Linked DNA regions of Sus scrofa: all the other regions are linked to region 3. A link is a contact called in public Hi-C and HiChIP or PLAC-seq data. All regions are on one chromosome and are shown on one strand. Each heading gives the region's core, a stretch centred on a gene start, on an enhancer-like site or on the middle of the called end of the contact. The rest is flanking DNA. Distances are from core to core; before and after follow the strand shown. Region 1 overlaps ZFAT (zinc finger protein ZFAT). Region 2 overlaps ZFAT (zinc finger protein ZFAT). Region 3 has its middle 84 kb from the start of MIR30D.

Region 1 (2,700 bases), core at 128-2,627, 140 kb before region 3:
TAAAAAAGAATGATATTTTGCCATTTGCAGCAACATAGATAGACTTGAAGGGCATTATGCTAAGTGAATTAAGTCAGACCGAAAAAGAAAATACAGTATGATATCACTTACACGAGGAATCCAAAAAATCCAGTAAAACTAGTCAGTATTAAAAAAAGAAGCAGACTCATAGAGAACAAACTAGTGACTACCAGTGGGGAGAGGAAAGTGGGGAAGGGCAAGATAGGGGGACAGGAGTAAGAGCTACTAATGCAAGGTTTAACATGAGCCACAGGAATACACCATACAATGTGGGGAATATAGCCAATATTTTATAATAACTATAAATGGAGTACAACCTTTAAAAACTGTAAATGACTTTACTGTACACCTGGAACCTATATAAAGTTATATAGCCATTACACTTCCATTTTTCAAAAAGGAGGGGTTAGGAGTTCCCACTGTGGCACAATGGGATCGGTGGCATCTCTGGAGCACTGGGACACAGGTTCGATCCCCAGCCCAGCACAGTGGGTTAAGAATCTGGTGTTGCCACAGTTGTGGCATAGGTTGCAACTGATGCTTGGATCTGATCCCTGGCCCAGGAACGCCACATGCCATAGAGCAGCCAGAAAAGCAAGCAAACAAACAAAAAATGTTTTCAATAAAAAGTTCAAAAATAAATAGGAGCAGGGCAGCTCCTGGCTTGTGGTCTCCAGTTTATGACTAATCCCTGGTCACAAAGTTGGAGGATAAGAAAACTGGGACTGAAATCCAGGTCTCCAGCAATCAGTAAGGACAAGGAATTGATACTGGATGACTATTTCTGCGTGCGAGCCAACCGTAGCAGTCTTCCTGGTAACTCTCAGGGAGGGAACTAGTGAGCTCATTTTTGCAGATGAGAAAACTGGGGCCCAGGGACGGTATGGATTCAGCGAGGCTCATCCTACTAGTCACCTGCTGCAGAAATGTCATCTGAGCCCAAGACTGTTTGATTCTGACCCCATGTTTTTAAGCTGCTCCTCAAGTTTTAAACGTAAATGTGATGCTTCCTATATGAGCACCGCGTGAGCACAAAAATAAACTGTAAGCCCCATGCTAAGAAATATTATCCAGTTATCACTGGCTTTGACTGCCGGCAGCCAAGGCTGCTAAATCTCATTATCGGGTGGCTATGCCGGCTGCTTCCGGGCAAACACTGGCAGGGACACAGCTGGAGGGGAGAACAGAGACGGGCCCTCCGGGGCGTTTTCACTGTGCTTTCTCTCTCTGAAGCAAGTCGGGTGAGTGGGAGTGGGGCAGAAAGGGGACAGAACCAAAAAAAAGGTGGGATGGTGGGTGAGGCAGGCACACTGACCAGTGGAGGGGATTGTCCCAAGCTGAGCGAGCTTGAACCAGAAATAGGAAATGAAACCAGAAACCAAATCGGAAACAGGAAGCCATGTCTCCTTCTGGAGCCACTGGCCCCTCATGTTTGGTTTTTTTGTTTTGTATTGTTTTGGCTGCACCGGTAGCATGTGGAAGTTCTCCACTCCAGGATCGAACAAGCGCCATAGCAGCAACACAAGTTGCTGCATTGCCAGTGTCAGATCCTTAACTCACTGAGCCACCAGGGAACTCCTGCCTCTTCCTCTGAGATCAATCCTCCCTCCTGCCATCCCCTGCCTCCAATGCTGGTTGTAAAAAGCAAGATAAAAGGTGCTTCTTCATCCCACTAAGGGAGGTATAGGATGAAGGTCTGCCTTTCAGCATTTTGTGACTATTTTAATTTATTTTCAACAGTTAAAAACTGGGAGTTATAAGGAGGAATCTTCAATGCACACTGCTAAAGTGAAAGAGGCCAGTCTGGAAAGGCCACAGACTGTACGGTTCCAACTGTATGACATTCCAGGAAAGAAGAGAGACTGTGAAGAGACCAGTGCTGGCCAGGGATTCCTGGGCAGAGGGGGAGTAAGTGAGGAGGGATGAAAAGGTGGGATGGGGGGGGTGCGGTTAGGGCAGTGAAGCCACTCTGTATGTCACTGGGTTGGTGGATACATGTCATTATGCATTTGTCAAAATGCACAGAAGAGGAGTTCCCTGGTGGCTCAGGGGGTTATGGACCTGGTGTTGTCACTGCTGTGGCTCAGGTTCAGTCCCTGGCCTGGGAATTTCCACATGGGGTAGGCTCAGTCAAAAAAAAGAGAAAAATCCATAGAATATACAAAACAAAGAATGAATGTAAACTATGGACTTTAGTCAGTAATGATGCATCAATATTGATTCATCAATTATAACCAATGTACCGTACTAATGCGAGATTTTTTTTTTTTTTTTTTTGTCTTTTTGCTATTTCTTGGGCCGCTCCCACGGCATATGGAGGTTCCTAGGCTAGGGGTTGAATCGGAGCTGTAGCCACCAGCCTACGCCAGAGCCACAGCAACGAGGGATCCGAGCCGCGTCTGCAACCTACACCACAGCCCACGGCAACGCCGGATCCTTAACCCACTGAGCAAGGGCAGGGACCGAACCCGCAACCTCATGGTTCCTAGTCGGATTTGTTAACCACTGCGCCACGACGGGAACTCCTAATGCGAGATGTTAATAACAGGAGAAATGGGAATGGGGCGAGGAGAAGGTGGTAAGGGGAACTCCCTGTACTTTCTGTGCATTTTTTTCTGTAACCTAAAACGGCTCTAAAAAATAGTCATTAACATTTTTTTTTGTCTTTTCTTTTTTTAG
Region 2 (2,700 bases), core at 43-2,542, 170 kb before region 3:
CTCCACCATCGCCAGCATCACCAGCATTACCTCTATCACCATCACCTCCACCACCATCCCTCCATCGCCATCACCACCATCACATCACCTCCATCACCATTCCTCTATCACCATCACTCCACCTTCGCCAGCCTCACCAGCATTACCTCTGTCAGCATCACCACCAGCATCACCTCCACCGCCATCCCTCCATCACCATCACCACCATCACATCACCTCCATCACCATTCCCCTATCACCACCACCTCCACCATCGCCAGCATCACCAGCATTACCTCTATCACCATCACCTCTACCACCATCCCTCCATCGCCATCACCACCATCACATCACCTCATCACCATTCCTCTATCACCATCACTCCACCTTCGCCAGCCTCACCAGCATTACCTCTGTCAGCATCACCACCAGCATCACCTCCACCGCCATCCCTCCATCACCATCACCACCATCACATCACCTCCATCACCATTCCCCTATCACCACCACCTCCACCATCGCCAGCATCACCAGCATTACTTCTATCAGCATCACCACCAGCATCACCTCCACCGCCATCCCTCCATCACCATCACCACCTCCACCATCACATCACCTCCATCACCATCCCCCTATCACCATCACCTCCACCATCGCCAGCATCACCATCACATCACCTCCATCACCATCCCTCTGTCAATACCACCATCACCACAATCACCTCTGTCATCATCACCACCGTCACCTCTGTCATCATCACCATCATCAACTCCATCACCACCACCGTCATCGTCCCCATGTACTGAGGAGAGAGCTAGGACTCAGAGCAGTTAGTGGGATACTAAGGAGCCCCGATCAGATAACACAAAGTCAAAACTTGACCAAGACCTCCCAAGTGGATCTCCGTAACTGCCCACCCCCCTGGGGGCCAGCACTGTTCCAGGACGTAGTGTCATTTCCTGTAATAACGTAGCAGAGCCCCGGAAGAACAAAGCCTACGAGGCTACAGAGACATTTCAAAAGATTGATTACAACTACGAGTAGCTACACCAAAAAGGGAACCTCACTCTTGTGTGTTAGAATTTAAGACAGCAACTCACTGCAGGGAGGGGTAAGCTGGAAAATCAAAGTGCCACCAACCCACCCAGACCGCACACCTAATAAGTACGCCCCCACACGGCTTGACAACAGGTCTAGAACTAGGGAACAGAGAATCATTACATATAAGGCATCAGCTTTGGGGGGGGGGAGGGAAACATAGGTTACCAACACACAGTAAACCCAGGGCCTTCACTCAAGCAGGCACCATACATGTGCCAGGAGCACCCTCTGGTGGCCAGTCTGAGCACTACACCTTCCGTCCGAAGGATGAAGCCATTCCCAAGACTGAGCAGAGAGACCCGAATGAAAATGTGGCTAATATTCCCTGATTCCTACCTCTGCTGGAGGCCATGCTTTGCTCACCACCCACTTAATATTCACATTAATCCAGTGAGGGAGGGGCTGCTGTCCTCACTTCAAATCAAGTAAACTGAGCCCAAGGAGGGGATGCAATGTCACTCGGCAGGTAAGCACAAAGCAGAAGCACAGCCCAGGCCCCAAGCCCATCCTACATGCAGAGTCACCACTTGCTGTTGCTGCTTCCCCAGCAGGGCTTGGGTCTGTACTGGCAGCAAGTCCTGGACGACCCGGCAGGTGAGGCAGACCCAACGCCAACCCCAGATTCTCTGTCCTAGTCACCACCAGCCACTGCCCAGCCATTCTCAACCCATATAAAAGTTATCTCCAAACCTTATGGTGCTTCCCCATTCACGGCCACATTTTTATGCTAACAAAGTGGAACTGAGTCAAAGAAGTTTAATTCAGTGCTCCATTCGCACAGAGTACAAAAGGGGCCCCACTTCTCGGCAGAGTCAGGACAGATTCTCCTTGGGCCTGGGGCTTCTGCATGTGTTCTGCTTGGTCTCACAGTGAATTCAGTCTGTGAACATCCACAGATCTGTTCATCACTTCGAAACACTTTTCTACATGTATGCTGTACATCATGTTTCTCAACAGCAAATTTTAAAGGAAAAGATAGAGGGGAATCTCTCATTTTAAAACAACAAAACACGGAGTTTCCTGGTGGCCTAGGGATTAAGAATTCGGCATTGGCATTGCTGCAGCTCTGGTTCGATTCCTGGCCCAGGAACTTCCACATGCCACAGGTGAGGGCAAAACATAAAAAATCAGATGACAAAGTGAGGTGAGAAGCCCAGACCTAAACATGAACCCACCTCTGCCCCAGGAGCCGTGCAGCCCTGGCATGTGTGGTGGCCTCCTGAGCCTGTTTCCCCATCTGCCTGGGGGGTCTGCTGGTGCTGCAAAAGGACTGCAGGACATCCCCAGCTGGGGACTGACACTTCTGACATGGTAGGAAGGGCAGTCATCTCAGCCAGGAGCTGGGTCCCCCAGCCCCTGCTCCCACCCCGCCCCGGCCCACCCGCCCAATGTGATGGAGTCTGTGTAAGCCTCTGAGCCTCACTAGACCCCATTAGCAGTGACCTTGAATGTTTTAAAGTGGAACCTGGCCTGCAAGCCTCACCCAGAGGCTCACTTACACAGAGATGGACAGAGCCGCCTGGACGGAAGCCAGGGTGTGGGGACAGCCCCAGACAGAGCCCCACTCCCCTCTGGCCTGGCCAGGCCCGCTATGCACCTGCCCTCCCACCCGTCCCCAGA
Region 3 (2,737 bases), core at 168-2,667:
ATCATGTGCTTACTGTACGCCGGTGATTTAAAAGCATCAAGTAATTTAAGGAGTGCCTGTTGTGGCTCACCAGTTTAAGAACCCCACATAGTGTCTGTGAAGATGTGGGTTTGATCCTTGGTCTCACTCAGTGGGTTAAGGATCCAGGGTTGCTGCAAGCTACAGTGTAGGACACAGATGTGGCTCGGATTTGGCATTGCTGTGGCTGCGGAGGAGGCCGGCAGTTGTAGCTCTGATTCGACTCCTAGCCTGGGTACTTCCATATGCCACAGGTATGGCCCTAAAAAGACCGAACTCCCCCCCCAAAACCAAAAACCAAAAAAACTGGGATCTTAATGTCAAATCATCACAGCCTTGGATGATGAGAAGGAGGGGCATTCCAGGGAGAGGAACCTGCCTGGGCCGGCCCACCTCGAGGGCGGGAAGGGTGTGTGTTTCCTCCGAGCCTGGTCCGTGGGGGGTGTGGCAGGGGTGAGGTCGGTTTGGCGGGTGGGGAGGCTGGGAGGCGGGGCCTCGTATGTCACAGGGAGGAGTTAGGATTTCTTGTAAGTGCCTTAGGAAGCCTTGGAGGCTGGGAGCAGGGGAGGGACCAGAGGAGCTGCTGTCCTTTTGCTGCCACCAGTCCCTCCGCTGTGGCGCATGTGTGAGCCTTCGAGGCTGCTAGTGTAGTGTAGCCTGAAGGTCAGGGCCCTGATCATGGAATGAGAAGAGCTGTTCCACTCATCCTCTTGTTCTCCATCCAGTAAGCGTTCCTTGGGCACCAGCCACAGCCCAGCTCTTTGCTTGGCCCCGAGGATACAGCAGGGGCTGGGGTGTGTCCCTGGCCTCCAGCAGCTCCTGTTATGGGGACCCAAGGAAACTACTGACCCAGGACCAGTCAGCAGAGATGGAAAGTCAGCTCCCCGGATGGGTTCGGGACAGAGGCAAATGAGCTGCTGGTCTTTCACAGGATGTACCTGAGACAAGTTGGAGCATCAGTCATTTTCTCACTGCTAAGAGATCTTAACTAAAATAACACAAATACTTACAAGCCAATGGAATAAATATTAGCGGAACCACTATGTTTGTCCGGTTATGGGGACTCAGAGAGAAGGTGGTCCTGGAAGAGGAGGAGAAAGGGTTGGAGGCATGGATCGTGGCGGAGAGAACAGGTTGCTGGACCCTCTTACTAGGAGCTGAGGAGGGAGGAACCCAGGGCGATGAGGTCAGGCTTGGAAAAAAAATCCTGTTATCCTGCCTTACAAATGTTGCGGTCTCACATTTCGGCCAACACCCTTTCACAGGCAGAGGTCTTAGGGAGGCTCAGAACTAACCAAGTCCCCAGCAGCTAGAAACTTACAAGACCTTGCTGACCCCTGGGCCCCCTGTAAAGAAAATGCAAAACCAAAACCAAAAGCAACTTTCTTCCCCAAATCATGTTATAGTGCCCTCTTGTGGCCTAGTGTGAAATGACAACCCTGCAGTTCTCAAACCAAACCTTGCATTGTTCTCCACTCTGTTTGCTTAGTAATAAGTATTTACTGGGCTTCATGGCTTGTACTTCCCCTGGGCAGACCAGGCAAACGTCCTGATGTTCTCCGATATTTCCATCCACAAATAACGGCTGCCTACTCAGGTGTTATCACTTCTCCGCGCATTTTTCGCTGCTCTGTTGAGAAGCCACTACTGCAGGCAGGGCTTTTCAACACCTGCCTTGCATTGGAGAGGTACCTGTATTTCCCGTATTCCCAGGCACACCAGGAGCCTCCGGACGGCGGAGAGTCAGACTGAGTTCCCTCTGCGTCTGGTAGAATGGAAGAATGTTAACCAGAAAAGAAAGCAGGGTGTGTGGGACACAGTTCACCAAAAAAGAGACCTATAGTTCTTTTTTTTAATGTTTAACTAAACATTTCTAAATTGAAGTACAAAAAAATTGAAGTATAGTTGATTTATGACGTTGTGTTAGCTTCAAGTGTTATTTATCTAATTATATATATATTCTTTTCCCAAATCTCTGTAATAGGTTATTACAAGACATTGAGTATAGTTCCCTGTGCTATATAGTAGGTCCTTGTTATTTATTGTTTTTATATATAGTGGTGTATAGGGACATATATACATACTTTATTTATTTACTTATTGGTTTTTTTTTTTGGCTGCACCTGAAGAATATGGAAGAGTCCAGGCTTAGGGGTCGAATCGGAGCTGCAGCTGATGACCTACAGCACAGCCACAGCAACGTCACATCTGAGCTGTGTCTTGGACCTACACGGTAGCCCATGGCAATGCGGGATCCTTAACCCACTGCTCGAGGCCAGGGATCGAACCCGTGTCCTCATAGATACTACTCGGGTTTGTTACTGCTGAGCCACAATGGGAACTCCAGGGACATACACTTCTGTTCTAACCTTTTTTCTTTGCTGAGCTTCATGGGAGAAGAGGAAACTGTCAAGGGAGGCAGCCCCTGCTGCAGATGTGGCAGGACCGCCTAACAGTGAGGGCTGAAGAGACTCCAGTGCTTAATCTTTCTGCACCTCAGTTTATTTTTCTGTCAAGTGGAGATGATGGCAGCTACTGCCCGGACAGCTGAGCGGGCACTAGCCGAGCTCCTGCATGGGACACACGTGCCACTGTCTAGACCGGCCCATGGGAATACGACAGAATAACGATGACCTTGGTTTGCAGGGAAGATGGCCTGATAATCCCTATAAAGCCCTAGCACACAGCCCAGCATCACAAGGGTACAGTCAGCCTAGGG

Evidence for each region. Hi-C and Micro-C count contacts between places; a contact is called where the count stands out from the background. HiChIP or PLAC-seq counts read pairs in DNA pulled down with a chosen protein or histone mark.
Region 1: a contact with region 3 is called in an H3K27ac HiChIP or PLAC-seq map of skeletal muscle. The contact joins two enhancer-like sites. A contact is called at or near these places in 1 of 5 promoter capture datasets (liver), 6 of 47 Hi-C or Micro-C datasets (brain, epiblast stem cells, liver and 2 more) and 2 of 2 datasets of contacts at active chromatin or transcription factors (alveolar macrophages and skeletal muscle).
Region 2: a contact with region 3 is called in a Hi-C map of alveolar macrophages, with 7 times the contacts expected there. The contact joins two enhancer-like sites. A contact is called at or near these places in 1 of 5 promoter capture datasets (fetal skeletal muscle), 28 of 47 Hi-C or Micro-C datasets (adipose tissue, alveolar macrophages, blood and 15 more) and 2 of 2 datasets of contacts at active chromatin or transcription factors (alveolar macrophages and skeletal muscle).

Annotation. Positions count from the first base shown.
Region 1 is chr4:7,005,543-7,008,242 of Sscrofa11.1, reverse strand. The region is part of intron 3 of ZFAT (zinc finger protein ZFAT); the gene reads right to left. Among named protein-coding and RNA genes, the nearest start is that of ZFAT, 37 kb to the right of the region's middle. Within about 2 kb of position 1,377, at least 15 of the 83 cell types and tissues checked have an H3K27ac peak or open chromatin away from gene starts, as enhancers often do. A contact at or near this core is called in alveolar macrophages and skeletal muscle, where this site is marked.
Region 2 is chr4:7,029,298-7,031,997 of Sscrofa11.1, reverse strand. The region is part of intron 4 of ZFAT (zinc finger protein ZFAT); the gene reads right to left. Among named protein-coding and RNA genes, the nearest start is that of ZFAT, 61 kb to the right of the region's middle. Within about 2 kb of position 1,292, at least 4 of the 83 cell types and tissues checked have an H3K27ac peak or open chromatin away from gene starts, as enhancers often do. A contact at or near this core is called in adipose tissue and alveolar macrophages, where this site is marked.
Region 3 is chr4:6,863,086-6,865,822 of Sscrofa11.1, reverse strand. No RefSeq gene overlaps it. Among named protein-coding and RNA genes, the nearest start is that of MIR30D, 84 kb to the left of the region's middle. Within about 2 kb of position 1,417, at least 34 of the 83 cell types and tissues checked have an H3K27ac peak or open chromatin away from gene starts, as enhancers often do. A contact at or near this core is called in adipose tissue, alveolar macrophages and skeletal muscle, where this site is marked.